2 separate regions of the Pan troglodytes genome follow, and region 2 is linked to region 1. Evidence: chromatin contacts called from public Hi-C data. All regions are on one chromosome and are shown on one strand. The core of a region is the stretch at or near the end of the contact, and the rest is flanking DNA. Distances in the headings are between cores, read along the strand shown.

The links. Hi-C and Micro-C count contacts between places; a contact is called where the count stands out from the background.
Region 2: a Hi-C map of induced pluripotent stem cells shows a contact between it and region 1, with 2.2 times the contacts expected there. The contact joins the promoter of WNT9B here to the enhancer-like site in region 1. A contact is called at or near these places in 3 of 7 Hi-C or Micro-C datasets (induced pluripotent stem cells and stem cell-derived neural progenitor cells).

What each region holds. Positions count from the first base shown.
Region 1 is chr19:21,073,071-21,076,522 of NHGRI_mPanTro3-v2.0_pri, forward strand. All of the region lies in intron 5 of GOSR2 (golgi SNAP receptor complex member 2), which reads right to left. Among named protein-coding and RNA genes, the nearest start is that of GOSR2, 20 kb to the right of the region's middle. Within about 2 kb of position 1,756, at least 9 of the 24 cell types and tissues checked have an H3K27ac peak or open chromatin away from gene starts, as enhancers often do. A contact at or near this core is called in induced pluripotent stem cells, where this site is marked.
Region 2 is chr19:21,164,506-21,167,957 of NHGRI_mPanTro3-v2.0_pri, forward strand. It overlaps WNT9B (Wnt family member 9B), which reads right to left and starts at 1,522. Exons shown (of 4, transcript XM_003315382.4): 1 at 1,304-1,522. The coding sequence starts at 1,380.

The DNA.
Region 1 (3,452 bases), core at 506-3,005:
CTACGGGACTCGGGTCTCATGTCCACCCCAGGAAGGGACGTGGGACAGGTGTTACCCCCATTCTTAGAAAGCTGAGGCTGAGAGGTGTGTGGCCCGTGGTTGCTTCCAGCAGGGCTGGGACTTGAAGCCAGGCTCTGCATCCTGGGCTCAGCGCTCTTACCACAGCCTCCGGCTGCTGTAACCACTGCAAACTGCGGAGGGCTGCTTGTCTCCAACTCCTTCCCTCTGCCCTGAAACAGCTAACATTGGCACTGGACACATGCCAGGGCTCTGGAAGACGGAATAAAGATGAATGTCCCCTCTTGTACTGTCAGCCACTGTCTTCTGAGGAGGTTGGAATACTTCCCTCCTGGGCCTGGCCCAGCCTCTGCCAGCTCTCCAGGAGCCACCATGTCACAGATGCCTGGAAGGAAGGGCCAGTGGAACCACACTAATGGAATTGCTAAGCCAGGAGTCAGCCTCCGAGAGCCCCCTCTTCCTAGATACCCTGCATTAGTCACGCCTGTCCTAGCCTTTAGCTTATCTAGGGTGACCATCAGACCGAGGGATCGCCAGGATTCAGGACTTTCAGCTTTAAAACCCAGACAAGTTGGTCACTCTACTTCTCTCTCCCCAGTCCTGAGTGACAGTTTCCCTCACGGGGCCCCATGCCTCTCCTCTTCTACTGCAGTCATTGCTGTTGTTGAGGCCCTGTGAGCACATGGCTCGTAGCATCAGTGGCCTTGAACCTTCTGGCTTCCTCCTGGCCTGGCTGCAACAGCTTTGCTGGCCCTGCATGGGGGGTGGGCTCAAGTGCTCTCCTGCAGCCGCTTACCCGATGGTGCCTGTGCCTACTACGTGCCCGGGATGCACAAAGGCCCCTGCGGTGAGGAGCAACTCCCATTCCGCAGGAAGCGTGCAGTATGAGAGGTTGTTTGGAGGGGAGGGGCAGGCTTCTTGGAGGTGTCATGGGATTGTGGGGGTGTCTGTGGCACATCTGAGAGGAAACATCTTGTGCAAAGGTGCAGCTGTACTGAGTGTGTGGCATGTTCTGAGAAGACCAAGCAGTCCAGGGAAGACGGAGCACCAGGCAGGGGTGGTGGGGAGGGCTGGGGGCTGCACTGCAGGGGCAGCGAAGAGCTGGCCTGTCACATCAAGGTGCTTTACTCAGCAGAGAGGTGTCAGTTAATGAGGGGCACCCAATGGCCCCAAGGGATCTGGCTCCTTCCGATCCAGAGGGAGAATCAGGCTTCCATCCCTGCCCCTAGTTGGTCTCTGCAAGTGGTTCCCGCGGTGCGGCCAGGGGAAGTGCATGGGGGACGGGCTATCCTTGGGTTGACATTCTTGTATTAGAGCCATCGGCTCCCTACCCCTGGGCATTACAATCGCCTTGGGCAACTCCCAATGCCCCGGCTGCACTCCAGGCCAATTAATAAGAGGGTGAATGGAAGACCCACACATGGGTTTTTAAAGCTCCCGAGGGAATTCCAATGCAGAGCCAAGGTTGGGAACCCTGTGCTAGAGGGACATGGGGATGAGGCGGGGAGGGATGGCTCACAGAGGCTCCATGGTGGGGAACTTACCAACAGCACTTGGGAGCCCAGCACCCCTGAACACTCCTCTCCCATGTGCCTTCCATATGAAATGAAAAGGACACAGAAAATGGGGAAGGAATGACACTTTCCTTTCTCAGCTTCTAAGTACAGCAGGCCTAAGGCAGTGTGTTCAGGGCCCACTAGCCACAGATAGGGCTATGCCGCCCCCTAGGGGCAAGGCCCAAGGACAGCTTTCACTTCAGATTCCCTCTCCTTCCAGTTAGGAAATTATTTCCCAACAGGGAACTTGCCCTATACTATCTGAAGGGTCTGCAGCAAACACCTTATAGCTCTATACTCCATGCCAGCAGGCTGCACCGTCTCAGTCCCCTGCACACCTCTCAATCCCCCCAGACCCCAGCAGAGCACCCCACGAGAAGTGTGGGAGATTAAGTGGGCCCATGGTTCCAAGCTGGATGAGGGGCCAGCTCCTCTCGGACTCCTGTGAGGCCTTCAGAGTCACCACAGCTCAGCCCCTTGTCTGCATAATGAGGATAAATGATGGAGAACATAAGTGAGAGGGTTTCAGATTGGCAGGGATGGAGCCAGGAAAATCCCTGTCTGACCTCCGTGAGGCCTACAGGCAAGCTGTTTATGAAGGGCCTTGGCTTTCCCTTGAGAAAATGTCACCCCCCGGTTGAGACAGTAACAGATGACGTTTCTTTCTTTGCTTTGGCTACTGGAGCTGAAAGTCAAATTAGGGTTCCCCAAACATTTCTTAGGGTGTTACAACGTTTGAGTTCCTTGTCCTGATGTCGACACTCTACACTGACTTGATTTGTTCTTGTGCCTCACTTCTTTGTATCTGTTTCAGTTATTTCCTCAAAGTCTCCTCAAATCTTTTTTGGATTAAGGTAGGATATAAACAGTAAGAATTTATTTTGGACTTAACAAGTTTTGCTCTTTACACCAATGTGATCATCTTTGAGACAGAAGCTTTCTGTCTAGGAGACAGTGGTTCCAAAATACAGACATCAGAATCACCTTAGAGGCCAGGTACAGTGGCTAACACCTGTAACCCTAGAACTTTGGGAGGCCGAAGCAGGCAGATCACTTGAGGCCAGGAGTTTAAGACCAATCTGGTCAACATAGTAAAACCCCGTCTCTACTAAAAAATACAAAAAAAAAAAAAAAAAAAAAAAAAATTAGCCAGACATGGTGGCGCACACTTGTAGTTCCAGCTACTCAGGAGGCTGAGGTACGAGGATCACCTGAAACCAGGAGGCAGAGGATACAGTGAGCCAAGATTGCACCACTGCACTCCAGCCTGGGTGACAGAGCGAGACTGTCTCAAAAATAAAAAATAAAATAAAATCACCTTAGAGATTTAAAAAAGGTTCTAATTCAGATCTGGGGTAGGCCCCAGGAATATGTAATTTTAAAAAGCTTCCCCACTGCTTCTGAAGCAGCCAGCCCAGCCCCTGGCCATGGAGCAGTGTTTGAGAATCTCTGGCCTAGAAACATAAAAAAAAGGGGGCCATTAGTTACAAAAATGAATATCGAATTCCTTTACAAAATGTGATTTTCTAAACAAAATAAACCTCAACTTTATTCAGCTGATGTGCTTCCAAAACAATGGGTGTAAATCCAAATTTGCAAATCAAACCCATTCAAATTCATCAGGGCAAAGGGTGTACAGAACTCCGCAGTGAAGTCTAAAAAATCAAGACTCCTCTAACTTACTTGGTCTTGGAGTTTGGCTTTTCTTACAGTGGTCCCCCTGAAGTAAATGTCCATGTAATAAAGAGATCTCAAGTTCCTCTTGATAACCCACCTGTTTTAAATCACAATAGGCACACCAAACTCATGTACAAGGTCACAGAGGCTGGCTACCGGAGTTTCTTGCATCAGCTCGACCTAAGAATTCACCCCCGCCTC
Region 2 (3,452 bases), core at 272-2,771, 91 kb after region 1:
CCTTCTTTGTACAAAAGGAGAAAACGAGGCCCAGAGACTGAGTGGTCTTCCCATGTCATTAGCAAGCTAAGCCCAGAGCTAGGGTCTGGGATGATACCCTCCTCCACAGCCCAGACATGTTTTCACCAGGGGTCATGACCTGGAAATTAGCCCACAGCCCTTACTCCAACCTGTGCAGAACTTCTCAGACCTTTACATACCTCTCCCTGGCTACTTCTTCAAAGCAGCCTCTAGCAGGTCACTTGCTTGGTGTTTTCTTGCCTTTGCTGTATATACTCAGACTGTAAGCCTCCTATTGATTTGGGGTGAAGATTTTAAAAGGAGGCAAGGCTTAAAGTAACAGGCTGTACATATTGGAGTTGGCTTTGGGTGGATGGTGGGAAGGTGCCTTCCTACCCATGATACCCGCCCCCATCCCTCACCAAATCCCTGCAATTCAGGGTCAGAGAAGAAGGGACTTGGAAACAATTGCCCTATAACTTTTGCTCCAAACATTCCCCACATAGTTCCTGTCCGGCTCTCTCCCCAGTGTCACCTACCCCACTGTCCCCCAGGTGTCACCCCCCACTGTGATCCTCCTTTTCCAACCATGTACACACACACACACACACACACACACACACACACACACAGGGCCCTCTCACTCTTTCCAGTGTTCTCCTGAGAAATCACCCCATGCCAGGTCTGAGATGTGGTCGCATTTCCCCAGCGCACGGTTCCTTCCTGCGTCTCCAGCTGGCGCTCTCACCGTCCGAGGTTTCCCCCATTCTCCCTGGACGCGCACGATCCTCTGCCCCGAGACCGGGAACAGCCCGTCCCACCCATCCACCCAGCCCTCTCGGTCTCCGCTCCGCAGGGCGAAGGCGGAGGGTGGGGAAGGAGTCCGAGGCAAGGACGGCTCGCCGGAGGCCAGGATGGCGGCAGACAGGGCACCGGCGTGAGGATCCCGAGAGGGCATCAGAGAGCGGGACTGACGCCTGAACGGGCGGGGCCGGGGCGGACGGGGCCAGGGTCCGAGGCGTGCGCAGAGTCCGAGACCCGGCGGGATGAGGAGAGCGGCGGCTGGGGGGACCAGAGATTCGGACACTGAACAGGGCAATGGATTCGGAGCCGGGGAAGCTGGAGACCGAACTCAGGGCGCGAACTCCGACTGCGAAGTGGGTTGGGTCGCGCCGGGCTAGGGTCTGAGTTCGAGACCTCGGCGGGGCCAAGAACAGCGGGAGGGAAAAATTGGCCCAGCTGTAGCGAAGGAGGGAGAGGCAGGCAGGCCGGGGAGCGGGCGGGGGGCGCGGCGGGCACTGACCCGAAGTAGGAGGCGGCGGCGGCGGGCAGCGCCAGCAGGCAGAGCCCGGCCAGGGCCAGCGCGGGCGGGGGGCGCATGGTGCTGGCGGCGCGGCGCCCTCTAGCATTTCCTCGCGCCGCTCAAGCTCGCAGCTCCGCCACCACCCGCCCGCGGGACTTTAAACCCGGGTGGGGCGGGGCAGGCGGTGCTGGGAAAGGAGGAGATTGGGAGGCTCCCCAGCCCCGGGCGGCGAGCCCCCCGCCCCATTGGCCCCGCCGCTCTCGCCCCGCCCCGTCGCGGGTGGGGCAGCCGCCCCTGGCCCGCCCCCGCCCCGCCCCCATTGCCCCGCCCTCCGGCCCCAGGTGAGCGCTCACCTGGCGCCGCGCCCGCCCGAGGTCGCGGTGGCTGAACGTGAAGCCCCCCGGGCCTGGAGAGGCGGGGAGGAGGGTACGAGGCGGGGACGGAGGAGATTCTGCCTCTCCGGGATGGGGCGGAGGCAAGCGCAATGGCTTCTCCGAGGTAGAGAAGGTGGAGGGGTAGGAGGAGGGACGCATCTGGAGTCGGTGGAAAACCCGGGTCATTGTCCGCCCTCCTGCCGGGCAAGTGCGGTCTCTTCGCCGCAGCCCGCAGACTCAGGGCAGGGCCGGGTCCTGGTGCAGAACCGCTCTCTGGAAGCGGGGGAAATGCATGTCCAATGGCTCAGGGGACCCTGTTGCCAGGCAAAGAGTCTTGGGCAGAGGGGAGAGAGGAAAGGGCGCCCTGTTTTTAAACGGGAGAGTGACTGTCACCGGCGAGGCGCGCAGCGTGGGCCTCCGTGGGCTTTTGACAAAATGCTGCTGATGTTCCCCAGCGCAGAAATCCAAAGCGGACAGTGGGGCAGACAGAGCCCTGCGGGAGGAGGGACCCACTTTCCAAGGTGTGTAGATGCCAGAATCTCTGGTAGATAGGGTGGGAACTTCAAGTGTTGGGCCCCAAAGTTCTGTTTTGCTTATTATTTTGTAAAGTTTAACCCCAATTTCTGCTGCGAAGGTGCAGAGATCAAAGCGGCGGGTGGTACCTGTCTAGAAAGGAGACATACAACCAATGACCCAAGTGAGATTTAAAATGTTTTTGAGAGTCTCGAACACTGGGTCAAATCAAGCAAAACAAAATATAACTTGCAATGAATGTCAAGATCTGCATGTAAAGTTTCCAAAAAATCAGCCATGCATAGGGAACATCAAGTGACCGCGACCTTGGCTTTTCAGTGGACACCAGCATGGTAGGGGGCTGAGAGAGGTGTTGAGAGAGGTGTTGGGAAGATGGTGGCTACCGTGTTAGGTGGCATTAACAGAGGAAGCCCCCACCTCTTTGAGCCTCTTTGAGCTCAGTTTCTCTGTCAAATGAGCGCAGTGATTAGATGATCTGATGATTCCTAACAGCTCTGCCAGCCCTATCAAATCCCATGGTTCTACTTATTGAGGCCACATGGCCCAATGTAATGTGCAGAGACCTGGAGTCAAATCATGTAAGTTATGAGCCCCATATGAAATATGGATGATGAGAAATATCTAACAGGATTTTTGTGCAGGTAAGATGTTAAATGCTGGCCAGGCACGTTGGCTCATGCCTGTAATCCCAGCACTTTGGGAGGCTGAGGTGAGAGGATCACCTGAGGTCAGGAATTCGAGACCAGCCTGGCCAACATGGCAAAACCCTGTCTCTCCTAAAAATACAAAGACATTAGCCGGGTGTGGCAGTGCATGCCTGTAATCCCAGCTACTCAGGAGGCTGAGACAAGAGAATCGCTTGAACCTGGGAGGTGGAGGTTGCAGTGAGCCGAAATCACGCCATTGCACTCTGGCCTGGGCAATAGAACGGGACTCCATCTCAAAAAAAAAAAAAAAAAAAAAAAGATGTTAAATGCCTAGCAGGTGCCGGCACCTAATATCAGTGATCGTTATACCTGCAGGCAGGACTGGGGTGTGATGGTGTTTACAACTGGTTCTCAAGGAGGGTTGGTGGTGGTCTGATTTGTATCATCTGTTGATCTCTGTGCCTTAAATATTCCCATCATGGCTGACTTCATGCCACCAATGTGGCATCGTTTCTGATCACTGGAGTTAGGAAGAGATGTGCACAGCTAGCCCTGCAGGCCAGCTGGACCCAGCTCCAGCATATCACTGGTAAG